3 separate regions of the Mus musculus genome follow, and regions 2 and 3 are each linked to region 1. A link is a contact called in public HiChIP or PLAC-seq and promoter capture Hi-C data. All regions are on one chromosome and are shown on one strand. The core of a region is the stretch at or near the end of the contact, and the rest is flanking DNA. Distances in the headings are between cores, read along the strand shown. Region 1 holds the start of Insyn1 (inhibitory synaptic factor 1). Region 2 has its middle 27 kb from the start of Stoml1. Region 3 holds the start of Stoml1 (stomatin-like 1).

Region 1 (3,762 bases), core at 168-2,667:
ACTGAAACTTGCCCTCCCCCACATTTGCTCCTGAGTGGTTCCTTCCCCCTATCTTCCTTCCCTCTAGGAAGCAGATTCCTCCCTTCCCCAGGGCAAGGTCACCGGTCACCGGGACTCCCACTGAATCTTCTGTTAAGATTCAGCTCAAGGGTTGAATTCCTGGGAAGAACTTGGGGGAGTGGGGGTGGCCTGTGCTTCCTCCTAGTTACCCCATACCTGCCAAGTTAGCAACGCTCCTAGAACTACATGCACCACCCTTCAGTTTACTCAAGAATGTCCTCATGGGGAAATTTCCTCGATATTTCCTCCTCAACAGGGCCTGAAAGAAAAGGAAGGAAGGAAGGAAGGAAGGAAGGAAGGAAGGAAGGAGGGAGGGAGGGAGGGAGGGAGGGAGGGAGAGAGAGAGAGAGAGAGAGAGAGAGAGAGAGAGAGAGAGAGAGAACAAAAATATGTTGAAAACTTAGGTGAAGAACTAGGGGAACAGAACCTTCAGAAACAGCCCAGCACCCACTCTGCCCTCCCTCTCGGCCAGAGCGTGGCACACAATAGGTGTTCAGTAAAGGTTGGCTGGATTCTATTTACTGAACTGACACAAGATTTGGGACAGTTTGAGGTATGATGGCAGAGGAGGGTAACAGCCAGAAGGGGAACCCCGGGACGCACCACCGTGAGGGGAGGAGGGTCAAGGGATTGTGTAAAAAGGAGGTGAAGGAACTTGGAGTCAAGTCTGGGCCTCTGTGCGCCCAGGGCAGCGGGCAGTGGCCGGGCTAGTTCTCCTCCAGGTCCGCTGGCGCCCAGTCCAACCCGCTCCCTAGGGTGGTGAGACCCCCCGGCTCGCGCGCTCGGTTCTGGGCGCTGGGAGGCGTGTGTGTCGCTTTAAAAGCTCCCTCCCGGCGCGCGGGGCCGGCCCCTTCACTGCCAGCGCCGAGGCGAGCGGAGCCGCGCGAGCCCGGCGGCCTTTGAGGGAGCCTGCGCCCGGCCGGGCGGCCAGTCCGGCGGGGCGCGGCGGCGCTCGGGGTAAGCGGGCCAGGCCCGCGGAGCCGGGTGGGCAGGGCAGGGCAGGGCAGGGCGAGGGCGAAGCAGCCGGGGAGAAAGGCCCGAGCAGCCCCGGTGCCTCGTTTGCCCCATCGGCAGCTACCCGGCGCCCCGGGCCGCGAGGCGCGGAGCCGTGAGCGAGCGCGCTGGAGGCGGTGGAGCCGAGCGGAGGCTGCGCGCCCGGTGTGCCTGGCCGGGCCCGGCGCGCCTCCTCCATCGCCTCCCTGGCGTCTCGCTCGCCCCCTTCTGCTTTCCTTTGCTTCCTCGGCTGAGCCCCGCCGTGCTGAGGCCCCCCCGACCTCGTGCACTCATCTCCGCTGTGCTCGACACCGGGTCCCCCTGGCCACGGCTGCTTCCCCTCCCCCGAGACGCGAAGGAATCCGGACTTTCCCCACCGTTGATGGAGCCGACTGCCGGGCTGGACTGAGCGGTTTCTGCGGCCGCTCCAGACGTCGCCCGGGCCGGAGCACGGACATTCTGGGTCCCGGCTGAGTACACCCCGGACACCTAGCAGTGCCAGCTCGGGAAGGGCAGAGCAAGGCAAAGGCAGGACAGACCCCGGAGGGGCTCAGACCTGCCCATCTAGAATGGACAGAGAGAATCGCGAACCCTGTGGAGCCCGGGGAATGCCGGGCGTGGGCTGAGGGGATCCCGGCGCCCTCCCCAGCCCTCCGACTTTGGCTTAGTCGCCTGGACCGGACCGGTGTCACCTCGGCTCGGGTCACCTGTGGCCTCGGGGCCTCCGAGCTCGCCGGACCCTCGCGACCGGGAGCCTGGCGAGCGTGGTGAGGAGATTTTTGGGGATTTTTTTTTTTTGCCCCCTTCCCCGGAGCGCGGAGGCCCCGCCCCCTCCCACCGCCCAGATGTCTCCGGTCACCGCTCGGAAGACCTTCCTGAGGCCAGGAGCCGAAGGGTCCAGAGAGAGAAGCCCGCCCTAGGGAGCCTTGGGGGCCCCCCAACCTCGTCTTGTGGCTCGGCCCCGACACTGCTTAGAGGAAAGGCCACTGCCCCCACCCTTGGTGAGTAGGGGAGTCCAGCTTCGGAGGGTTCGGAGGGAAGGCGGGGTTGGGGGAGAAAGGGTCCTCTGGGAAGGAGGGCACCCTGTGGGCATTGAAAGAAGGTTGGAGAGCTGGAGAGGCCCTGTGCTAAACCAGTCTGGCCAAGCTTGGTTGGTGGCTGGGGGCGGGGGGTGCACCACGGCTAGAGTGCTCCAGAGGAGGCTAAGGGCTCATTCCTCTAAAACAGGGGCTCCTCCACTCTTCTGTTGAAGAAGGGTGTTGAAAACTATCTGCCTCCACCACCCCTCCCCACTAAATAAATAAATAAATAAATAAATAAATAAATCTCCAGCTAGGAAGGAGGGTGCAGGCAGAGAGAAGAGGGAGGCAGCAGCAGCAGGCTGGTGCAGCAGCCTGGGAGGGCTGACGCCAGGCTCGCTCTTTCTGCAGGGGGCTGCCCTCCTCCAATCCAGTTCCCTCTCCAGTGCTGTTCACATCTGGAGCCCCCTCCACATCTGGAAGATCCTGATCACCGTCCCTGTGCTGGTTCAGCTGCATCTAGAGACCTCTGCCTTTGTAACTGCCTAGGAGTTGCGAGGGGATTGCTGCCTTCCCCCATCCCAAGGGCATCTCTTACCCTTAGTCCTTGCAGAATCATCCCCCTGCCTCCGCATCCAGATTCGGGCAAAGATCAGCTCTGTACACCATAGGCACTTCAAGTCCTGGAAGCTGTTCTTGGGCCCTAAGGCCCCTCCCCTTGCCCTCCTGTGTCCTCACCTTGACCCCCCTCCCACCCTGTCAGACTCTGTCTCCCTCTGGGTGCTCCATCCCCCACCCAGAGGCGAGTAGGTGGAGTGGCAGGCTGCAGGGGCTGGGTGAGGGCCGCCCAAGGCCAGGGTAGGCTGGGGGGCCGTTAAAATGTGGAGCTCTGCCCGGCCGAGGGGGGCTCCGTGGAGGCAGACGAAGCGTGTGCCCCGCTGGGGCGAGTATGGGCAGGCTTGCGGCCACGTGGTGAAGGATGAACATTCGGGGTGCCCCGGACCTCGGGCAGCCCAGTGACGACCCCAACAGTGGTGGAGAGAGAGAGCGGATTCGACAGCGCATGAAGATGGTCATCGGGCAACTTGAAGGCATCCTGAGAGAACTCAAAGAAGTGGCTAAGGAGCTGAGGGAGGTGAGTTAAGAGGCCAGCAGGGGCCACACAGACCCCCCTCACCCTGACTGGCTGGGCTCAGCAGTAAAGCATTTGCCTGTGTCTTGAGTGTGCAATGCTATGTGCACATGGCCTGTTTCCACTGAGCACCCATCCCCTTTCCATTCTCCTTACTTCAAATCTGGTTTGCTTAAAAATCCCTATCCCCAGAGCTGGTGATGGGGCCTTGGTGTGGCAGAGACCGAGCAGCTGTCAGTGGGCCCATCTCTATGGTTAGTACTCCGGGTGCTCAGTGAGGACTAAATCTGCCCTACTCTATTCTTAATGGGACACATTCTTCTGAAACCCAAGTTGTCTGTCCCTTGACCCCACTGTTTACCTCCTAGACTCTGAGCAAGGACTCTAGGAGAGTGTGGATGACTGTCTGGTCAATCCTCATTGCTTGAGGCCCAGCTCAAAAAGATTTATCAGCTCAAAAGATCAGATATTCCAAAAGCAGGAGGAGTTAAGACCAGCTGTAACCTCCCTGCCCTGGAGTTAAAAGGTGGCTGGGAGATTCTGGTAAGGATCAGAGGT
Region 2 (3,883 bases), core at 799-3,298, 210 kb before region 1:
AATGGATGAACAGTTGTGGTTAGTTTATGAAAATTGTGGTACATCTATGAATATGGAATATGAGGAAACAAGGGCAAGAAAGTCCTGGGGCTGAGACAACAGCTCAGCATGGGGAAAGTCGTGTGGTCCATCCCAGTATGGCAAGAAAACCATGTAACAAAATACTGATCACACAATGGACGTGAGTGAGTCTCATAAGCATTACACCCAGAAGGAATATGGTTTTGCTTTGTGATAATTACATAATACAACAAATATAGAAAATTGAATGGGTGCTAAGCCTGGTGGGGACAAAGTGACATGGTTCCTAGCCCTGGGACAGGGCCCTGGTGTGAGCCTCCACCAAGTGTCAATGGCTGCTGTGGGTGTAAAGCACTTGTCTGGAAGTCAAGAGTGTGGCTATATGGGGGCGGGGGGAAGGGCATGGGGGAACTTTTGGGATAGCATTTGAAATGTAAATGAAGAAAATACCTAATCAAAAAAAAAAAAAGTTTGGCTATGACTCAGCAAAATGGTAAACACTGGGACCTTCAAACAGCCCTTAAGGCTATGGGAAAGAGCTTTAAATACATTTTGAAAATGTATAATTTCTCAACTATGCAAAAATATAAAGATGCAATATGAATTATGAGGGGCTTCATGAATCTAAAGGAACAGAGGTAGCTACGATGAGCCAGCTGGTCAGGAAGATACAAAGACAGGCAGATGGAAATGCAGGCAGATTCCTGGGTTCAAGGTCAGCCTGGGACTTAGAAAGTGCAGGCCTGGGTGCAGGGAAAATGGTAATTTCAGGGCAGAGTCCCACCTAACTAGTTTACCACCTGTGCTTAACAAAAGCAGACTGATCTCTGAATTGTTTGCATTGTCAAGAAACAAAGGTAAGTTTACTGTCCTACAAATAAATGGCTGGGGTAACAGGATGCTGGATTGAAATGTAAAATAAAAGACTGGACCTGTGCTCTGCAGGAGATGGGCTATCCAGAAAACTTAGGAAAACAAGAGAACTGCTTAGACAACTGACATTCACGCATTTGCTTTCGTGCTGAAGCACACAAGTAAGCAGGACTTGGACAGAGAGATCTCTTAGAATAGCAAGCAAGCAGAATATAGACCAGAGAGATCTCCAGAGAGAAAGCAGAGCATAGAAGCAGACTGGAAAAGCTGTATCTAGCAGAGCACAGGTCTTAGCTTGAATCTACAGTTTGACTTCAAGTGGTTCTTTTCGAGGCTCCCAGACTCCCCTTCTCAGAACCCCTCTCCAAGCCGAAGCTGGTCCTTGTCAAATGCACATTCCACAATCCAGAACTGTAGCTCAGTGGACAGAGTGCTGACGTAGCGTGCATGAGGCCCTAGGTTCAGTCCCCTGCCCTGCAGAAGCAGGGTGTGGCTGCACGTGACTGTACTTGCCCCACTTGGGAGGTGGAGGCTCAAGAACCAAAGTTCATTGTAACCTCTGCTATGGTAGAGCAAGTTCAAGGCTAGCCTCTGCTAGAAGCCTTGACCAAAAAAGCAAACAAAAGTCACCAAGAAAGTGCATTTGAATTGTTTCATCCCAAGATAAGTGCTTGACTTGATGGCTGTGTTAACGAGCTTGATTTAATTGTTTTGTCATTTCATAAATCACAAAGTACCTCACTCTGTACTCCATACAGCAAGATTATTTCAATTTATAATATAAAAATTAAAATTAAACTAAAAGGCATATTCTGTAAACGAAATCAGAAACAAAAGGCTGCCTACTATATGTCGCTATTTACAGGTGATCCCATGAAATGCAAAGCTACCGGGACAGAGAACAACTCAGGGACTCCAGGGCTCTGTGACTGTGAGGCTGAGGACAAGGAAATACCACAGGAGGAGATAACAACAGTTACTGATTTATTGATTTATTTAGTGATTCTCCTAAAGCGCTGTTAGAATGCCTAAAGCCAAACATGGCTTCACTTGCCTACCTGGAACAGAGCCACCTGAGAAACACTTAAAACAATGAGTCGTTGCCCTTAACAACCTGACTTCCGCTCAGGCTTCTTGCTGTCTTGCAAGTGCCAGTAAAAGCTCACTAGCTCCCCCTTGTGGTTTTAGATATAAAACGGGGACACAGACTGGGTCAATACCAAGGCCTGCTGGGAGCTGTCCTGGCTTTGGTCCAGATATCTCTCTTCCACTCCCACTGGTGTCAGAGTGCTTATTCTAGAAAGATTCCCACAACAGGAGCAAGAGAGGAGTGGGGTTTTCACTTGCATTTTATGTGTATGAGTGATGTGCCATGTTCATACAGTGTCCGTGGAGGACGCCTTTGTCCCCTGGGACTGGAGTTACAACTAGTGTGCTCCATCTTGTAGGTGCTGGGAACTGAACCTGGGTTCTCTGGAAGAGTAAGTGCTTTTAATTGTTGATCCCCAAAAGGGGATTTTGAGAGTAATGGACTTTTTCCACATTTTTATTGTGGGGGTATATTTATAATTATTTATAGTTTTTGTTTGTTTGTTTGGGTATATTTATATTTATTTATAGTTTTTGTTTGTTTGGTTTGGTTTTTCTTTTCTTTTTTTTTTTTAAAGATTTATTTATTTATTATATGTAAGTACACTGTAGCTGTCTTCAGACACTCCAGAAGAGGGAGTCAGATCTTGTTACAGATGGTTGTGAGCCACCATGTGGTTGCTGGGATTTGAACTTCAGACCTTCGGAAGAGCAGTCGGGTGCTCTTACCCACTAAGCCATCTCACCAGCCCTGGTTTGGTTTTTCGAGCCAGGGTTTCTCTGTAGCCCTGGCTGTCCTGGAACTCACTTTGTAGACCAGGCTGGCCTCAAACTCAGAAATCCGCCTGCCTCTGCCTCCCAAGTGCTGGAATTAAAGGCATGCGCCACCATGCCCGGCTTATTTATAGTTTTAAAGCTTGTCAAACTCTACACATAAAGGAGTTGACTGTAACTGTATGCAAATTATCCATGAATATTTCTTAGTTATATATACTGAACAAGCAAAAGAGACAGTGGGTGTGATTTCAGAAATGATGTTCATATATCCCCCCCAAACCAAACAAACAAAAAACGAGGACCCCCCCCCCCCAAAAAAAAACCCAAAAAGCCCTACTTTTACCTCTGAAATAGCCCTGAGGAAACAAAGTCTTGCTCCCCCTGGTGGCCTCCATGTGCATTGACAGTCTGTTCCCTGACAAGCTGCTGGGACCCAGGCTCAGGCTAAGACCTCTTGCTGCCAGAGATTGGAGCTCCTTGAGGCTAGAAAGTGGTTGTTAGTGTACCACAGGCATTGTCCTAAAGTTTTGGGGCGTGCTGGTGAGATGGCTCAGCAGGTAAGAGCACCCGATTGCTCTTCCAAAGGTCCTGAGTTCAAGTCTCAGCAACCACATGGTGGCTCACAACCATCCGTAATGAGATCTGACTCCCTCTTCTGGAGTGTCTGAAGACAGCTACAGTGTACTTACATATAATACATAAATAAATCTAGAGTTTTGGGGCTGCTTTGATTACTTTTCTATTGCTGTGATCAAACGCCATGACCAAAAGCAACTTAGGGAGGAAAGGGTTTCTTTCTGCTCACACCTCTTAGGTCATCCAACGTCACTGGGGGAAGTCAGGACAGGAACTCAAGCAGGAACCTGAAGGCAGGAACTTAAGCACAGACCATGGAAGAACAATGCTTACATTTATTTTATGTATATGAGTACACTGTAGCTGTGCAGATGGTTGTGAACCATCCTGTGGTTGCTGGGAATTGAACTCAGGACCTCTGCCCACTCTGGCCCTGCTCGCTCCAGAGAAAGATTTATTTATTATTATATGTAAGTACACTGTAGCTGTCTTCAGACACACCAGAAGAGGGCATCAGATCTCATTAGGGATGGTTGTGAGCCACCAT
Region 3 (4,179 bases), core at 1,109-3,608, 240 kb before region 1:
GATTAAAAGGGATGGTAACAGGTTCCTGCTTTTGTAAACTTAGAGTTGTGGTGAGATGGGTTCTAAAGGGAGACCCAACATCCTGGAGACTGTGGAGGCCATACATCTAAGCTGACCAGTATCCCTTGGCCTTTAAAATTAGCCCATCAAGGGCTGGAGAGATGGCTCAGCGGTTAAGAGCACTGACTGTTCTTCCTGAGGTCCTGAGTTCAATTCCCAGCAGCCACATGGTGGCTCACAAGCATCTGTAATAGAATCTGATTCCCTCTTCTGGTGTGTCTGAAAACAGCTACAGTGTACTCATATAAATATTTTGAGTAAATATTTTAAAAAATTAGGCCAAGATCAGTTATATTGTGTACAAATATTTGTGTTTTCTTTCCTCAATTTTTTAAATTATGTGATGTAACATCTATTAATAGAATGTCAATGGTTATCATATTGAAGTCTGAGATACTAATAGAATGTTTCTAGGGGGCTGGTGAGATGGCTCAGGGGTTAAGAGCACTGACTGCTCTTCCAGAGGTCCTGAGCTCAATTCCCAGCAACCACATGGTGGCTACAACCATCTGTAATGGGATCTGATGCCCTCTTCTGGTGTGTCTGAAGACATCGACAGTGTACTCACATACATGAAATAAATTAATTAATTCAAAAAAAAAAAAAAAAGAATGTCCCTCAAGGGACATTGTCATCTACTCTAAATTTTTTGTTTGTTCGTTTGTTTTTGTTTGTTTGTTTGGTTTGGTTTGTTTGTTTTTTGTTTTTTGTTTTTTTTTTGGTTTTTCAAGACAGGGTTTCCCTGTACAGCCCTGGCTGTCCTGGAACTCACTTTGTAGACCAGCCTGGTCTTAAACTCAGAAATCTGCCTGCCTCTGCCTCCGAGTGCTGGGATTAAAGGCGTGCACCGTCACGCCTGGCATCTACTCTAAATTTGCAATGCATTTGCAGTTGTATGAGGGATAGTTTTATCTGGTTAGGTGTAATTATAACATGGTTAAATATAATGTGTTTGTAATTGTATGTCAGATAGTTATATCATGTTTAGGTATTATTATGATTTGCTTAATGTTTTCACTTGGAAATTGATAAGAAGATATGATTGTGTGTCAAGTTGGCAAGGGGTGGACTTGTATGGCAATTCTGGGTTGTCAACTTGACTACATTTGAAATTAATTAAAACCTCACTCCCGGTACCAACTCATCTTAGGGTTTTTATTGCTGTGACAAAACACCGTGAGTAAAGAGCAAGTTGGGTAGGAAAGGCTTTATTTTGCTTACATTTCCATATGGTGGTCCATCAATGAGGGAAGCCAGGACTCAAATAGGGCAGGAACCTGGATGCAGGAGCTGCTGCAAAGGCCATGGAGGATGCTGCTTACTGGCTTGTTCAGCCTGCTTTCTTAATGAACCCAGGACCAGCAGCCCAGGGTTGGCCCCACCCACAATGGAATGGGCCCTGCAACGTCAATCATAAATTAGGAAAATGCTCTTCAGGCTTGCCTACAGCACAACCATTTTCTCAATTGGAGATCCCTCTTTTCAGATTATTCTAGCTTGTGTCAAGTTGACATAAAATTAGCCAGGCTAGCAGTCATAGGCAGGGGAACTTAGAAATGAGCTATGGCAAGGATCCAGGGAGGCAAGACTGGGAAAGATTCGTCTTTTCTTGCTTTGTAAAATGGCCTCCTGCCAGCCTCCCAGCATCCTACTGGGGTATATTTTCTACCTTCATTTGGGCTTTCTGAAGCCACGGAAAGACAAAGTTACCTCAAGTGCCTGGATCAAGGAGTCTCATGTAATGCTTTGCTGCTGCTGCTGCAGCCACCACCACCACCATCCACTGCCAGGATTCCTGGGGTGTCTGCATGTGAAATTTTTCTTTTATACCAAAGTTGGGGCCTTCTGACTTCAACTTGTCCACAGTGACTTGGATCTGCCATCATTAAGCAAATAAGAACAGGACTCTGTATGGCAGGCTCTGTTTTCTTGGCTGTGGGGAAACAAACAAACAAAAAATACCAGTTTGCTGACCACACCAGAAGAAATCCTACATCTGGATAAGCACACCCATAACTCATAAGTGTGTTGAGTTTGGAGGAATGGTTTGAGGCCAAAAACATTTCTCTGCTTCTGGAGAAAACGCTCCTGCAATGCTCCTTTAAAGCCAAACTTCCTTGCCTCCTTTCCTAAGGCCAGGTAGGAGGTGGTCAGGAAGCCTCAACCTTAGAACCAAGGCCACATCCCCAAACTGTGCTCCCGCCGTTCGGTCCTCCCAGCGCAGGGGGTGCTGTGGAGCGGCAGGCATGGTGGACCCGGCCTGATTCCTGATCCTACTCAGCCACTGTTGTTAGTGACGGAGTAAAGCCGGAAGCAGTGGGAACGAGGAGGGGCGGAGCTGCCACAGGCTGGGCAGGGCAGTCTCCCAGCAGAGGATCGGGGCGTGTCCCGGTTAGAAGTCATGCTTGGAAGGTCTGGCTACCGGGCACTGCCCTTAGGGGATTTTGATCGTTTCCAGCAGTCGAGCTTCGGCTTTCTGGGTTCGCAGAAGGGCTGCTTGTCCCCAGAGCCGGGCAGCGTGGGGCCGGGGGCCGGTGAGTGGCTACCCAGCACCGCGGACAGAGGGGCACCCCAAGACCTGTACTCTCTGCCTCTAGGAGGAAGGAGAGTGAAGGGGATAGGATATGAAGTGGGTGCCAGACAAGGTGTGGGGATGCTACCACCGATTTGTTCTCCCTACGGCACCAGCTGTAGCTTTGGAAGCCGCGCAGCCCCATCTTCCCTAATCTTAGCCCATCCCGTTACTATTTCCAGGATAGCCCATCATGCATAGAAAGAAAACAGAGCCCTAGGCAGAGGGAGCCATAACCCACAAGGCATTTGTAGAGAAATGGAAAAAGAGTCGCCCTAGGGTAGCAGCGCAGGGAGCAGGAGTCTCCTGTGTCCTGGTGAAGATGCACAGAACAGAAAGCTGGGCCTGCAAGCTGCCTGGCTTGTTTGCTTTGGCTTCCTCTCTCCAAAGCCTGACTGTCCTTGGAGTATTCTGGTCCTCTGTGGTTCTCCTGTATTGACGGTGCATTGAAAGCTTTGGCAATGCTGAACGAATCCTCCATTTTCTGCCCCGTTCTTTTTTGTTGTTGTTGTTTTTGTTTGTTTGTGGTTTTTTTTTTTTTTTTTTTTTTTTTTTTTTTTTTGAGACAGGGTTTCTCTGTATAGCCCTGGCTCTCCTGGAACTCACTTTGTAGACCAGGCTGGCCTTGAACTCAGAAATCTGCCTGCCTCTGCCTCCCAAGTGCTGCGATTAAAAGCGTGCACCACCACGCCCGGCTCTTCTGCCCGGTTCTTAGGATTCCTCCTTCCCTGAAGAGGTCAGGAATTAGTTTATGACTTAGACTGTCCTGCAGGCAGGGGCTTCTTGAAGGATAGAACAGACGTCTCTTGTCACCTTCCTGTCTAGGGCTGGGGAGGAGAGAACAGATAGCAAGCTCATCCCCAGATTCTGGGCCTGTTTGCTCAACACCCATTCAGGATTCTTAGTTCTTCCTGCCAAAAGGCTTGAATTGAAGTACACTATAGATATAGATAGATAGATAGATAGATATAGATATAGATATAGATATAGTTCTTTCAGGGCATTAAAGTGGGAATAAATACTAAACTAGCACTTTAGTCCCACTGTGACTGTTACTTGTGAGCATTAGTTTTATCCTTAGTAGCTGAAGCCTTTCCTCTGTAATGACCCCTTGAAAGCATACTTGTGGTGTGGCCAGTAGAATGTGTTAACACCAGCAGTGTCCACTCCACCCAGCATGAGTGCTCTCTATTCCAGGTTTGGGTGGGCGGTACTCATTAGGCAAGGGCTTGTTGGTCCATGCTATGTCCAGCAATGAGAAATCGAATGGATCATGTTCTCAGATTCTGTGGCTCTCACCTGGGAGAGAAAAGTCTCCTGTAGGGTGTTGTACCGGTTAGTTATGGTGGAGGTCCCTAACTCGCTATGGGGAGCTTTTGGGGCAGAACACAGGCAAAACATACACATGGCCCACTGTACTCTGGGACACGGTGCCTGAAATTGTCCTGCCAGGCCCAGCTGGTGTTCTGTGGTTGCTTCTGCTCTTTTGCCCCCAGACGCGCCGGAGAGCTGGCCCTCCTGTCTCTGCCATGGCCTCGTCAGTGTCC

Evidence for each region. Promoter capture Hi-C pulls out the DNA fragments that hold promoters and counts their contacts. HiChIP or PLAC-seq counts read pairs in DNA pulled down with a chosen protein or histone mark.
Region 2: a contact with region 1 is called in an H3K27ac HiChIP or PLAC-seq map of embryonic stem cells, with 6 read pairs. The contact joins the enhancer-like site here to the promoter of Insyn1 in region 1. A contact is called at or near these places in 4 of 39 promoter capture datasets (the 3T3-L1 cell line, the SN4741 cell line and cranial neural crest) and 2 of 115 datasets of contacts at active chromatin or transcription factors (embryonic stem cells and neural tube).
Region 3: a promoter capture Hi-C map of cranial neural crest shows a contact between it and region 1. The contact joins the promoter of Stoml1 here to the promoter of Insyn1 in region 1. A contact is called at or near these places in 4 of 39 promoter capture datasets (the 3T3-L1 cell line, cranial neural crest and hippocampal neurons), 2 of 484 Hi-C or Micro-C datasets (myocytes and ventricular fibroblasts), 5 of 115 datasets of contacts at active chromatin or transcription factors (embryonic stem cells, neural tube, pancreatic cancer cells and 1 more) and 1 of 9 other capture datasets (adipose tissue).

Annotation. Positions count from the first base shown.
Region 1 is chr9:58,487,186-58,490,947 of GRCm38.p6, forward strand. Insyn1 (inhibitory synaptic factor 1) reads left to right here and starts at 1,418. Exons shown (of 3, transcript NM_176921.4): 1 at 1,418-2,054; 2 at 2,484-3,207. The coding sequence starts at 3,052.
Region 2 is chr9:58,278,638-58,282,520 of GRCm38.p6, forward strand. No RefSeq gene overlaps it. Among named protein-coding and RNA genes, the nearest start is that of Stoml1, 27 kb to the left of the region's middle. Within about 2 kb of position 2,049, at least 56 of the 459 cell types and tissues checked have an H3K27ac peak or open chromatin away from gene starts, as enhancers often do. A contact at or near this core is called in embryonic stem cells, where this site is marked.
Region 3 is chr9:58,250,806-58,254,984 of GRCm38.p6, forward strand. Stoml1 (stomatin-like 1) reads left to right here and starts at 2,359. Exons shown (of 7, transcript NM_026942.3): 1 at 2,359-2,594; 2 at 4,129-4,179. The coding sequence starts at 2,462.